Linked DNA regions of Gossypium hirsutum: region 2 is linked to region 1. Evidence: chromatin contacts called from public Hi-C data. All regions are on one chromosome and are shown on one strand. The core of a region is the stretch at or near the end of the contact, and the rest is flanking DNA. Distances in the headings are between cores, read along the strand shown.

Region 1 (7,490 bases), core at 3,015-5,514:
TTTGTTACAGACACAGAAAAGATCAGAGCGTGGAGACATGGCTAGCTGCTGCAACATGGCATCGGCTGCTTCAGGTTTCTTGCTAACACCCAATGTTTCTGCAGGGACTTCTAAGACCAACAACAACAACATGGTGTTTTTCCCATCCAAGACCAACAACACTTCAAGGCTTGTTGTGAGGGCAGCTGATGAGGCTTCACCACCACCACCCTCTCCAACCCCAGCAACCACCACTGCACCACCTGAAGGGGGTGAAGCCCCTAAGCCTAAGCCACCACCAATAGGACCAAAAAGAGGCACCAAGGTTAGCTCCCTTACATGTAGAATATATCTGCAGAGATGATGTAGGGAAAATAAGTAAACATAAATCACTCTCTGTCAAGCTTTGATCATTAAACAGGGAATCAAAATTGTTACTATGAACAACAAGTTTGATGAAATGATGTTCGATATGATAGGTGAAGATTCTTAGGAGGGAGTCCTACTGGTACAACAGCTATGGATCAGTTGTTACAGTTGACCAGGTCACTCTTTCTCTCTTTCTTCTTCCAGCTCTATGTGCATGCATGCATGTATGAAGGAACTATGGATCTAATTTTGTGTCCATTTGGTGCAGGATCCCAAGACTCGGTACCCAGTTGTGGTTCGATTCAACAAAGTTAATTACGCCAATGTATCTACCAACAACTACGCATTGGATGAGATTGAAGAAGTTAAATGAGTCACTGTTTCATTTTGTAATAATTTTGGGTTTCAATGATCCTATGGCTAATATATATATCGTCTTCCCCCCTCTATCTGGCTTTGAGCTTGTTTCTACCAAAAACAACGTGTACAATACTATCATCTTTCTCTTTATTTCTCTCATTTATTAATGCCTTACTTTCCTATGTTATGTTTCAACACATCAGTGACAAAATTGGTGATCATCTGATAAAACCCTGAAAGGTTCTTTTGGTGTTATACTGTTTTTTGTTGCAGTTCAAAACAGTGTCTGGATCCAATTGTGCTACAAGTGTAAAAGAATAGAGCACCTTCCAGACTCATTTTGAGTGTACCTTTGATGCTAAACAATGTTTGAAAAATATAATTCCTGTTCGGGTCGACGTTTTATGCATAAAATTGATTAAAGCCCCCTGTCAGACTCGTTTTTATCATCTTAACAGCTGAGCTTCCTCCAAAGGGCATAACTGTTTTTCGAGGCCAATTAAGATTTCGAGACAAAAGACCTTCTACTTCCATATACATGAATCATTTAGCAAAAAGGTTCATTCACGACATAACATGATGTTACCATGGCTACCAACAAGCTACTGCATGCAGTATTAGTTCCTCTTGGTTTCTCATTCTGATTGCTTCCGAAAGGATGATAACTGAATCGAGGTATCATAGACGACAAGATTAAAAAGAATATGTATTTGTAGATAAATAATGTTGTTTTGGGATACAGATAGGGAAGAACACTGTAAGATCTACAATAGAACATGAGCAGCAACATAAGATGAGACCATATATATGTGTATGTATTCAGCTTGAAGCAAATTCCTTTTTTGTCATTTTGTTGTTGGACATAGGAAAAATGTAACATTCAGAAATACATAACCTCTTGTTTCCTTCTGTTTTGCATAGTTTTACAAGAAGAAAACCGGTCCTGGTGATGATAGGCGTTGTTACAACAAAACTCAGTAATTAAAGGAGGCAAAAATGATAACATTCAGATTATACTGCACAATATTTCATTGTTTTAGGAACAAGAATCCATAATATCCCCTTCTTATATTCCCTTACCCTGGCATTGTTTCACCATCTCATTCCTTGTAGATGAAAACTTCATTTCTAAACAAGAAAATAAACCTGAATACTCTTTACAGCATTTGATTATAATATGAAACATATATATATGTAAAATAAAGAATAAATTAGTACATACTGCAACTTAATGTGAAAACCTATAAACATATAGAAAGGTAAACTAACCTTCCTTCAAAGAACTCTTCCATCCATTCCATCAAGAAGACCTGACCATAGTCCCTTTACCGGTGGCAACTGAGCAACAAGAGCATTCCAAGGAGGGAAACCAACACCACTTCCACGCACACGACCATCCAAGCGCAGAGATAAATAACTATATAATGAACACCACATAAGTAAATTTCACTAACATGGGGATTTCTATTGACGATTTTCTAAGCACTTGTTCTGCAGTTATCAGTTCAAGTTTATAGTTTGCTCGTTTCCAAGATTGTCTAGAGGTGCAAGTGAAATGATTGATAAACACCTAAAAGTAAGGTCATAAGTGAAAAAGTATTCATTTGTAAGGTCTAAGAAGGCATGTCTCGCTATATTCCAGGATCTACGAATGAGAAGAAGATAGTAAGGTGGAGGAACCCTTACACAGGAGATTCAGGGGATATGCCAGCCAGTTTCTTTTGTTCATCCAACCACCTGTATTTAAAGTTCAAACAAAGATATATCAGATAAGACAGAGAGCACATGAAAACTGCCAAATAAAATGATCATTGCTTTGCTCGGAATCTTACTCAGTCCACTCAGAAACATAAACCGGGGCCAGTTGCCAAAGCCTCTTTCTTTTCTCAGTGATCTCTTTCATGTCTTCACTCTCATCGAAGTCGAGACTAGGTGAGTTTCCATCTGTAGCGAAAGGAACCACCAGCACTCCTCTTTCGAGAAGGCTCTCCGTGAATGGTTCACTAAGTTTAAATGACTCTAGGATAAACGATGCAGGGCCAGAACATATTACAAGACGAGCAATTCCTCTCAAACTGCTAACCGAAATTATCTTATTTTGATTCACTCGGAGCTTAAGATTGGAAAGGCTTTCTTCTCTCGAGAGTCTGGCTAGTTGCGCATTCTTAGCAGTGTTCTCCCTGAAATACAGAAACGCAAAGATAGATACTGCTCCAATGTCTATGCCAAGACCTGTTAAAATATCGGGAACTTCGGATGATCTTGCAGGATTGGTTAGAGAAGAAATTAACTGCGTGGTGGCTATTAATCCTCCCAAGGAACCACTCGCAATGAATGTGAGGTAAAAGAACATACGCACAGACCGAAAGGGAGATAGAACTTCACTCCTTATCTTGGCTGCAGAACTGAGAACACATACAATTATTAACAAGCCTCACTTATGAAACAAAATCAAAAGTATTCAATAACAATAAATCAAGTCAGAAATTTTGCCACTGAAACTCCATCATGGTGCATCTAAATCCATTGGACTCACCAACTCATTTTAGGAAGAAATGTGTAAAACCAAGCTATCATCAGGTCTTATCAGACATCAATGCAAATGCTAAATCAATCTCATCTTAATAATCATCAACATGTGACAAAAGACTCGTGTTCAAGACTTCAATTTACACTAGTCTCGAGTTAGATCCTTAGACAACCCCTATACCTACCCTTTAATAGAAAATAATCCTCAACATTCCCTTGTTCCATATCCTCCTCTCCCTCCCTAACACACCCCATTTTCAGTAACACCTTAAGCTCCAAAAGTCTAATATTCTCAGCTTGAAGAACAAAAGCTTGCATCAAAATTCTCTCAATGGATTTCGAAAAAGAATCTCCAAAACCCATAAATATGAGTACAAAATCAGATGAAATTAAAAAGAAATACAATTAATGAGAGAGAACTGAGAAGAAGACTACCTAACTTGTGAGGAGGAAGAAGGCTTATTAGCAGCTGAACAAACGATGGAAGAGGAGACTGAGACTGATGATGGCTTTGCATGAAATCTTGTACTTATATTAGACGGTGCATTCTTTCTATAAACGGGGTTTTGGAAGCAAAATCTGAAACTACTGTACTTTTGTCTAAGGTTTGAGGGGCCAATAATGTAACAAAATTGAGCCATGGAAGCCATGGCCACACAGCAACCTGGAACTTGGGGGGAGTTCTGTTGGTTTGGTTCGTTACATTCATTTCTTACAGTTAAACACTGGCGTTCCTTGGAGAGATGTGATCAATAAACTGCCACGCTTACCAGTTATTGTCTCTGAGTTGCCCAATTTTCTTTTTGGGCCTTGTTTTTTAGACCCTAACCAAAATATTTTGGACCCTTTATTTCGACCAGGACCAGAACCAGGATGGACCTATTTAGAATATTAACAGTGCTAAATTCCGAGTTATAGCCCATTTTCAATGAAGCTTCACCGAAGTTGCAGCATTGACAAGTCTTTGTTACGTAGGGGAATGTCATATCTTAGAAAAGTCTTTGGTCATCTAAGAAATTTTCAAGCCAAAAACTTGGACCAAAAGTCTATACATATGCGAACATTGCCATGGCAGGGAAGCAAAAACATACAAGAACAAAAAATCAATTGAAAATGGGAGAAGTGAAGGTTTTAGGGTCTTGGTCGAGTCCATATGGATTGAGGGTACAATGGGCTCTGGGACTGAAGAGTGTGGAGTACGAATACATAGATGAAGATTTATTAAACAAGAGTCAGATGCTATTGAAGTATAATCCAGTTCATAAGAAGATCCCAGTTCTTGTTCATAATGGGAAACCAATTGCAGAATCGGCTGTTATTCTCGAATACATCGAGGAGACATGGCCCCAGCCGCATCCTTTGCTTCCTAAGGATCCTTATGAAAGGGCCATGGTACGGTTCTGGATCAACTTCCTCGACAACAAGGATAAGGTAAATTAATTTAACTGCATAAATCAACTGAATTAAAATCCGGGTTTATGTTATTATTCATGCTTGTACAGTTGATAATGTGAATTTCAAATGAAAAATTGCAGGTAGCTCCATTCATAACATTCTTCATTGGGGTTGGGGAGGAACACAAGAAGGCAGTAAATGAAGCAAAGGAGTTGCTAAAGTTGTATGAAGAACAAGTGCTTGGGGAGAAGAAATATTTTGGTGGTGAAGAAATAGGGATGTTAGATTTGGCCATGGGGTGGATGGCCTATTTTGGAGTCATTGAAGAAATAGTTCATGTCAAAATATTGGACGCAGAGACCTTCCCTCGATTGCATGCATGGATTCAGAATTTCAGGGCCCATCCCGTGATAAAAAACAACCTTCCGGATCATGATCGATTGCTGCAAAATTACACAGAGAAAAGACAAAGGTTTCTTGCATATTCACCACACGCAGAAAATGCTTAAATTCCTAGTATTATATTCTATTTGTATGGCTATATATAAGCCACTTTTTTTTTTTTTTGCTTTCTTTTGCTTGTTCAAGCTAATAAACTCTTTTTATGCAATTTTAGTTATTATTGTGACAAAGTTAAGCTTGGGATGATTGATATTAAGGCTATAAATGAATTCGGCTTGAACAATCAAATTTTTATTCATGTTCATTTGGTTAGTTTATTTGTGATCCGTTCATGTTTAATAAGAATTCCTTTTTTGTATGAAATTATTAGTTAATATTTTTTTTTGAGAAACCAAAGTATTTTTCATGTCCATTTTATGATTCATAGAGATTAATTTTTTTCAAAGTTCAATTGACCCTTCCAACAATGTCACATTCAAGGTTCGAACTTGTGTAAACATATAATTGAACATATCACGAACAGTTTTCATAAATAACAAAGAAACAAACAATCAAACATAAATAAATTTTATTATGAACTATATATCGAACGCTCAATTCATTTATTCACATTTGCTTTAAGAAATGTTTCTTCAAGTGTGCTTGCAGGAACTGGGGATTTCAATAAGGATGTGTGAGAAATTTCATTTGATACTATTTCCATGCCTAATTTTGGTGGACAATGTGTAACATGGAGGCATTTGAGGCAAATATAGACGACGACAACAATGGAAAACAAGCCCACTAGGACCAAGTTTTCCATGGTAACATCCAAACAGAACATTTAAAATCCATTCTACAAGAAATACAGGCACATAAAATCACGGCATCCTCGACCTTTAAACCTTCCCCGGTTTCTATCCTACAAGGCAATGATCATGTATTATCTTTCTACGTTCGGAAAATCCTAACCTAAAACATTTTTATCCATCATCAGAAGAGAAGAACTCATCAATTCTTTTCTTAAGAAAGGAGGAAAAAACTAGTTAATGTAATCTTTTAGCACAATGAATTCTAAAAGTAACCATTTACAATTAAAACAGTACCTTAACAATACTACCAAGTACTTGTAAACTGCAGTCTGCAACATTATTTTCGATTCATTTCTTCTTTTCCAGGAACTCATGAATCACTAAATCCTACCGGTTAAGAATTTGGTCATATTATCAAACATGGTTCACATGGGATAACATGCAACGGTTTCATACTTTTAGCATCTAGTTTGAATAAGGAGATTTTAAACAATTAACTTATGGGGTTCTGAAGTAAATAAATACAATAGAATGGAACATATCTGCTTAAAGAGAAGGAAAATGGCGAGCCTTGTAATAGGATCTGAAGTTTGCCACAGGATCATATCGAATGAGCTAGTTTTCCTTACTTTTTGCGGTAGCTTCTGACAGCAAAGGTTCCAGTTCTCCTTTACGATATAGTTTGACAGTATCTGCAGCAGAACATGAAGCATCAATAACTGAAGATCTATTCACTCAAATTCTACAACAAAGTGTCTCTTACTCCAAAGAAACCCAAGTTACTCGAACAGAAAAAGAAATGAAAAAAAAACCTCTAAGATCACTTCAAGAATCATGTTGTACATCCAAATTTAAGAGACAATGATGAGAGAATTTACTTTCGACTAAAACCAAAGACAAAGATTGGAAAACTTGAAAGGTTCTTTTTCCCCACTGGATGGCAGGAATGAAAGAATCACAAAATTCCGAGTACCATAAAATGGAATATGACATTATTAGGAAATGTCTAGAGTTTAACGTCTTATTTTGGAATCTATTTATGTCAATTCATTTTAGCAGTTAGCTATTAAAAGATGCAGTAGGGCCTCATTTTAAAGAATGTATCATTCAAGAGAAGAAAAAGCATGAATACCTGTACAGCCACTGATGTGTTTACCCCCTGTGCAAAGCAGATACAGGATTAGAGCATCAGTTATACTTATATAACCAAAGAAAATTGCTAACTGTTATTTCACAGGTTACTTTAAACAAAGTTCCTAAGGTTGGAGTTCAAAAGTATCACAAAGCAGGCAATGAGCACAATAATTTTTCCTGTCACTGCAACTTCTTTTAGAATCATAACAAAAAAAAGGGCTGTTGTTTCATAAGTGATTCTTTTAACCAGAACTTGAACCGGAAAAAAAAGAAGCCATTAACAGATAAGCCAAGTGCAAAGTCATGATGCTCAAACTGGTTTTCTTATTAAACTATGACCGACTTCTGTTCTGTTGGTAAAGAACAACCTGACAAGACAGCCTTCTACTGCATCCTTTCATAGTTAGTAAACATTAAAGATAATAAATGGACTGGTAAGGGCTTTATACATATAAAAGCAATAAGCCATGCATACTGTTTTACAGTCAAGGGAGTTCTATATCTGTTAGGTAAATGCTAATTCAAGAAACT
Region 2 (7,197 bases), core at 4,150-6,649, 160 kb after region 1:
ACCAGCTGATTTGAAAATGAAATCAACATCCAATCTTGTTCAAGTTAATTTGCCCAAGAAACAGGTATTTTTGTGGTTTTTGAACATAGTTTTGCACTTTATTGGTTAGTATTGCAGGAAGTGTTTTGCCTTTACTCCCAAGTATTGTTGTTGGTTGTTTCGACTGTTCTTCAGGTGAAAACATGTTACGTGCCGCAACTTCCTCAACGGAAAGAGCTTGTATCAGAACTAGGGCCGATACATTCCACACTTGCCTTTGAAGGTTCAATTGCTAAGAAGCATCCTACATATAGGTGCAATGAAGTGCAGGTGTATACTCGTCACCACAACCATAATATGCTGTTTCTACTTGCATGCCAACATGAATTCTGTTTTAACAGTAGATTTTACCATCCAACTTGTTTTCTGTTCCTTTAGCTTACACAACCGTCTTTTTTTTCTGTACTATTTACATTCATTTTCCAACAGCAACTAACTTCCGACCGAATATTTTTACCTTCTTACGCACTCAGGCTGAAGCTGCAATCCAGTTTTTGGCAATCATGAGGGACTACCTAGAGTCAATCTGTGCAAATCTGAGGTCTCATACAATTACTAGTGTACAATCAGACCAGGACAGGGTTGGGCACTTCCTATGCTTCTAATATTATGCTGTTGGTTTTTCCAGTTTGTTTCCTAACGATTACTGCAGAAATGCTACATGTTTCTCAGCTTCCTTTTTTGTCTTTGATTAACTAGCAGGTTTCCTTGTTACTTAAAGATAGCTTTATCGATTCTTTTCCGATTAAGGACCGGCCATTTATTAAGGTATTTTATGCAGTTTTGGTTTTAATGATACAAATGTATTTTATGCAGTTTTGGTTTTAATGATACTTCCAAAGCATACAACTCTCCATACAAATCTCAAATGTTCAGAATGATTGCTTAGACTTGGTAACTGAACAGATTCAACTACTTGACATATTCCTGTTTTGTTGTTTGCAGCTATTTGTAGACACACAACTATTCACCGTTCTATCAGATTCTCGTTTGTCAAGATATGAGAATGAGCACTAACTTAAACCCCCCCACTAACAGGTATGTTGGCATCAGGTGAAATTTCCTAGGTGCAAAAAGCTCCATCAGCTATAAAAAAAGAAAAGAAAAAAAGAAATGCACTTTATAAAGCCTGAAAGTGATGGTATCTGAAACTATATTGGTACCGACACTAAGCCATGTCAAATGACAATGGCTGCTGCAGAGGAAGAGCCATAAAATGTGAACTCACTTGCAGCAAACGATTGGGAAAAAAATGAATTTTGTAACATATAATGATAATAATAATAATAATTGGGAAATGCCATAGAGAAGGTTGCAAACAACTGTTATCATCCCTAATATTTTATGGGATGTGATGCTTAGAAGATCAGAGATTTGTTATTACTCGTGAATCCTTGTAAATGTCAATAGTTTAATCGCACAGTCTATAGAGCAACTCATATTCTTGGTCATTGTATTTAGCTATAAATGTTACTGGATCATCTGTTCTTCTATCAGCTTACACATCAAAGCTTCGCAAACTAACCTACCCTCTTTGACCACGAAGGTCAAACCAATCATCATTAATAAAATTTAACACTATCCCTTAAAGCTAAAAGTAGATTTCATTAAAGATACTATCCTCACCATGAAAGTCAAACAGGGCTATAGTAGCCTAATCTTTTACAATGATTCACCATGGGCAGTAAGTTCAAGGATCCATCCTGCATAAAATAAGTAAAATATTCAGTGAAGAGCCAAATAACTAATCGGTATTACTCATTCCGGGTATTAATCATTCCAGTTTTGAACCGGCATATGAAAAAGAGAATTATCTCAATATCTATGATGAAAGGGTAAAACAAGCAATGGGTAAATCTTTGAGTGATTGTAAGAGAACTATCTATTTATGGCAGCTTGAAGTAAGGTTTAACAAAAAAGAATGAATCAAACAATCCCAGTTAGAAGAAGATAGGTATAACCCAGAATCAAACAATCCCAGTTAGAAGATGATAGGTATAACCCAGCTAAGCTTCACCCATGAGCAGTTGACCACTCCAAGATAAACAAAAGAAAACATTTAAACAAGAATTAATTGCTTATGCACTCAATTTCTATGATTCACATTGGACAAATATTTAGCTTGATTGTGCATATTTCTATTTAGCATGTAATACGATATACCTATTGATATTATTGTATATTATGATAAAATTACAAACTATTTTTGACATGAATCCTACAATTGGTAGGACAAATGAATCAATCATTTTTTGAGGATGACATGCAAATAATAAATTACAGACCAGTCGAACAAGACAAGAATGTCAGCAAAAAAATCAATAATTGCACCTTCCAGATAGCCAGTTCAATTCAATGAGTTCCGTCGGAGCCATATTAACTTGGGTAACATAGAGATCATACATATCAGCTGCCAAAAAAAGGGTCAAGAGTCAGAACCTTAACAGTAAGAAAGTAACCTATATACCATCAAGCATTGGATAATCATCATTTAGAAAAGGGAAAAAAACTAAAAAGTAGAGAATAAAATGCCACCACAATCAGATCATTTCTCTTCATCCTCAGAATCTGACTTTGCAAAAACAGGTTCTGGCTGGGTTTCAGCATATGCAGGAGCAATGAACTTTGGGTCTTTTTCAGCAACATCAGCGTACTTAAGTATAGCTTCTCTAGGATCTTCTTCCATCCATGTTTCTTTGATCATTCCCCCTTGCTGCAATGACAGGCAACAGGTAAGTCTCTTCCACTAGCTTTAGTTATACAACATTAAAACTTTAACGAACTCAAGACAGGCAAGTTCTTAGAAAGGAAAAACACCATTACCTTAAGAAGGTACTGGGTCAACAAACTTCCCTTGGTTGAACCAACCCTACCACCATGTCCTGGTCCTGTTATTGGAAGTTCAGGTTTATGTGACTTGACAGGATCCTTCAGTATCTTCTCCCGTTGACGCTTACGGCTTGGTTGGTCTCTAAATAATGGTAGTGCATGAGGATTGTGAATCACAAGCGGTGCCTCAAAATCATCAACAGATTTCTTCCTAGGTGCACGTGCAACACATACAAGAGCTCCTCTCTCACTAAGTGTTGGATCATATAGTACATGAGTCCCTCCTTGGCTTTTGTCTCCTGATGTAGCAAATATCTAGAACAGAAACAAATAAATTAGTGTATTATTTTATTGTTATAAGTTCGTGCTTTCTTACCATGCATGCATATGAATCTGCGCTTATGATAATGCAGAGAGAGACAACACTATGACATACCTGATTTAATCTTGGGTGCCAAGCACACTGCACCACACTGCAAGAAGGAGATATCCCAACTCTTTGAACAAGTTCAAGTTTTGAACAATCATAAAAACACAGCAAACCTCCAACGGTACTTTCCTTCTCAATGGATGTTCCAGTTAGAAAGAGTTGCTCATCGGGACTAAATGCAATATTTGTTTGGGCATAGTTATTTGGGAGATCATCAAACACCTTGAGAGGGGCTTTAATTTGGCGTAAATCCCAAAACTGACATTAATTCACAATTCATAACAAATATCAAGATTCTAGAATGTATTTTTTTGGTTTTGGGGTTTGGGGTTTGGGGAAGAGGGGATTTCATCACCGTCTGAAACTCTGTGAAAATTACCTTGAGTGAACCATCAAAGCTTCTGGACAACAAAGTTCTCCCATCACTAGAAAACCTAAGCCCAGTGATATCATCAGAATGACTTTTTTCAATGTATATATCTGGTCTGCTTCCCCATCCAGGCTTAAGGGTCCATATCTGCAAAATAGTTCAAGCAATCAACTCATCTGATTACTGAGAAAGCAGAAGCAGAAGCAGCAACACAACACCAAGCCATTTTGCAATCAATCAACATAAAAGAAGTGTTTAGCTATCAGAAACAAGTACCTGTATAGAACCATCACCAATTCCACCAGCAATACATTTCCCTTCACGATCCCATGCACATGTTGTAACAGGAATTCTTCCAGGCCTTGCAAGTTTTGGTTTGATAACCTGGATAATAAACAAGTGAACCATTTTCTTACCTAATTCGCTTCCAATAAAATCAGCAATGTAAACACACACACACACACACCTGCTTTTGACTTTTGAAGTCATTCACATCCCATATACGAAGTGATCCATCTTCAGATGATGTCAAAATTGTCTCCTTGGTTTTTGGATGCCACTCTCCACAAGTCAGCCCCGATATATGTCCCTTAGTATTCTTCAGATCGCGAATATACATATCCCCTTTTACAAACTCGCCTAAAGTAAGTCCATCTCGATCATATATCTAAATTGAAAATCAGAATACAATCATGAGCAACTATTCAATCAATACTAGAACATCCCACAAAAACACACTAATTACTTATGTAAGAAGTAACCTTAGCTTGAGCAGAGCCAGTGACACATAAGAACCGGTCTGATGTGGGACTCCAGCTTAGATTACGAACTTGGTGGCCTTCAAATGGTTCAAGCTGTCTAAATGATTGTAAACGAGAATTCATTCCTTGAAAATCAAACATTCGAACCGTATAGTCAAAACTACCCGAAAGAACCCTAGAGCCAGAGTGATCAATTGCAAGAGCTGAAACAATCTGAAAGCATTAAACATAATTAGGATTAATTACTTTAGTAATAAGGGATAGAAAAAAGGAATTTTACCTTGGAGAAATTACGATTAAATGAATTACCTTAGTATGCCCTTTGAGAACAATCTCATTGCTTAATGGAATTCGATAACGGTTCTCCTCCTCCTCATCCTCCTCCGAGTCAGAAATCGGCCCAACTGGCGGGCGTGGCGGCCCAATCATGACATCGTTATCGTCATCCTCACCGGAACCTGGAGGAGGCGGAGGAGGTCCTACCATGACGTCTTCGTCATCCTCATCAGGAACTGGACCAGGTGGCGGACGAGGCGGGCCAATCACGGAGTCATTAGGGTTAGGGTTGGGAGACTTAGAATTGCGAAGGGAATCGAGCCAAGCTTTGGAATAGGAAGAAAGAGACGGAAGGGCTTCATTGGTTTTATTATTACTATTACTAGCGGTGGTACTAGCGGTGGAGGCAGCGGCTCCGGCGGTGGAACGGCGAGTGGCGTTGTGAATGGCTTCAAGAGAGGTTTGGGATTTTTGCTGCTTACCAAAAGCAAGAGGGAACTGAGCTCTGATTCCATCGTAAATTTCGGCTTCGTCTTCCATTTCGTTCTTTCCCCTCGCTGTTGGATCGAATTCGAAAACGTAACTTTATTTTTGATTTACAGAGGATTATAGCTGTAGAATGTGGTAGGCTCCCGGTAATGGTCTAGCCTTGATACTCGAGCCACCCAAATCAAGCCAAGGGGTTTAGCGGCTTGAAAATGGAAACAAGCGGGCGGTACTTTCTTGGTCTTGCATTGTGGTTCAGCCTGGGCTGGGCCACTTTTTCGATTCATTAATGGATTTTATGCTTTTTCATTTTCGGCCCCTTATAATTTAAGGCTGCCAACTTTTAGCCCGGATAGTGGAGACTTTAAGCCTTTGAATCGATCGGTTTATTTCAATAAACATCCCACCTAAATTTTAAAGTTATAATTAAATCCTAAAACTATCAATCTCATTTCAATAAGGTCTTTCAATCAACCTAGCTATTACCTTGTTTGTTAAATACTAACTTAGATCTAACATAAATAATGTTTAAAATATATTTATCAAATTGCAAACACGTTGTATCTAGGGGAGAAATCAAAATTTTTTTGAGGGGGACCGAAATTAAATTGTATATTTTTACGATAATAAAAATTTAATTTTACCATTTTAATAGCATATATCTTTATAATTTTTAATGGGTTAAATTAAAATTTTATCATTTTTGAAGAGGCCAAAGAATAATTTTACCATTAAAAATTTTAAAAATTTTCCGTTTTAAAGGGAGTTGGGGAGCCTGCCAGCCCCTGGGTTCGCCACTAGTTGTACTTATCGCATAAGCGATCTCATGTTAAAAAAAATAATCCCTTAATTTTAGTGACATTGTTAAAAAAAAAGTAATTTCCAAGTTCCCATATACAAGAATGAAGCCATAATTTTTTTTTGTTAAGGAAGGCTGGAATAAAATAAAATAAAATAATTAGAGGGTGAAAGCATGAATTTTGTATTAAAAAACCTTAAATTGAATTATAAATTATTAAAAATGACTAATAAGTATAATTGAAGCCCTACTTCTTAAATTTGCCCTTGAAAAGATACACATTTATATAATTTAATTAATATGTTTTAAAAATACTTCATCTCAAATTTTAGTTTGCATTTAATACCTAAATTGATATATATTTTTTGGTTCAATAATGCCTACATTGAGATTTGAGATAATAGAGACACATAATTGATATAATTAGTGCAATTAAATTTTTAAAATGTATTTCCAAATATCATACTTTAAATAATTTTGCATGAAAAAGATAAGAGCAAAGGCAAAAAAGTTTTTAGGGAGGTGAGAATTAAATTGTATACTTTTATGATAGTAAAAATGAAATTTTACTATTTTAATAGTCTACATCTTTATAATTTTTAAAGGATTAAATTAATTTTTTTTATTTTTAAAGGAGCCAAAGTACAATTTTACCATATACTAATTTAAAATTTTTAATATTATAAAAGTACTGAAGGTGAAATTTTCCATTTAGCCACTCTGACGGTAGGGTTTATTAGGTTTTTCCTCTAAGATGAGAAGAGACAAGAAAAGAGTGTAGTTGAAGTCATTCTAATAGAACATTTTGAACTTTTCTTGTTGTCGCGGACAACCAAGAACCAAACACAGACTCATATGCGCAAGCAAAGAAGCAAAACCCATTGAAATCAACTGTGATATTCTTTTTGACCCAACAATTCCAAAACAAACCAACCCAAAAAAAACCCCAACAATGTTGGGAACCGATGGTACCCCAGAAATTGGCTTAGGCTCTTTCAACACCATTAACATAGAAGGAACCAATGCCGGAGCTACGATGATCATCCGTCACGGCACGTCCGGCGAGCACGAAGGCTGTTGCTGCATCAACATTTACACCAACAGCAACGTTCAAGGTTGTAACAGTTCTGTGTTGGTGGGGAGTAACATAAAAATGAAGAATCCAGGGGTGCATATCTACTTGGGAGATCTTAAGTTTGGCGGAGGA

What was found. Hi-C and Micro-C count contacts between places; a contact is called where the count stands out from the background.
Region 2: a contact with region 1 is called in a Hi-C map of leaf, with 2.9 times the contacts expected there. The contact joins the promoter of LOC107925873 here to the promoter of LOC107925898 in region 1. A contact is called at or near these places in 7 of 34 Hi-C or Micro-C datasets (anther, hypocotyl, leaf and 1 more).

Annotation. Positions count from the first base shown.
Region 1 is chrD07:54,701,714-54,709,203 of Gossypium_hirsutum_v2.1, forward strand. LOC107925898 (glutathione transferase GST 23) reads left to right here and starts at 4,265. Exons shown (of 2, transcript XM_016856637.2): 1 at 4,265-4,668; 2 at 4,773-5,332. The coding sequence starts at 4,306. The coding sequence ends at 5,141. It overlaps LOC107925896 (protein LOW PSII ACCUMULATION 1, chloroplastic), which reads right to left and starts at 3,977. Exons shown (of 5, transcript XM_016856635.2): 1 at 3,673-3,977; 2 at 2,541-3,113; 3 at 2,395-2,445; 4 at 1,978-2,125; 5 at 41-331. The coding sequence starts at 3,887. The coding sequence ends at 1,984. It overlaps LOC107925900 (photosystem I reaction center subunit IV A, chloroplastic), which reads left to right. Exons shown (of 3, transcript XM_016856641.2): 1 at 1-304; 2 at 459-524; 3 at 617-858. The coding sequence starts at 38. The coding sequence ends at 721. LOC107925899 (monothiol glutaredoxin-S10) reads right to left here. Exons shown (of 4, transcript XM_016856640.2): 4 at 6,138-6,517. The coding sequence ends at 6,441.
Region 2 is chrD07:54,862,542-54,869,738 of Gossypium_hirsutum_v2.1, forward strand. It overlaps LOC107925873 (WD repeat-containing protein 70), which reads right to left and starts at 5,400. Exons shown (of 10, transcript XM_041097927.1): 1 at 4,739-5,400; 2 at 4,430-4,642; 3 at 4,135-4,335; 4 at 3,945-4,052; 5 at 3,678-3,815; 6 at 3,305-3,556; 7 at 2,863-3,183; 8 at 2,578-2,752; 9 at 2,371-2,449; 10 at 1,395-1,742. The coding sequence starts at 5,245. The coding sequence ends at 2,585. LOC107925872 reads left to right here. Exons shown (of 20, transcript XM_016856605.2): 16 at 1-64; 17 at 175-309; 18 at 513-620; 19 at 739-807; 20 at 985-1,535. The coding sequence ends at 1,056.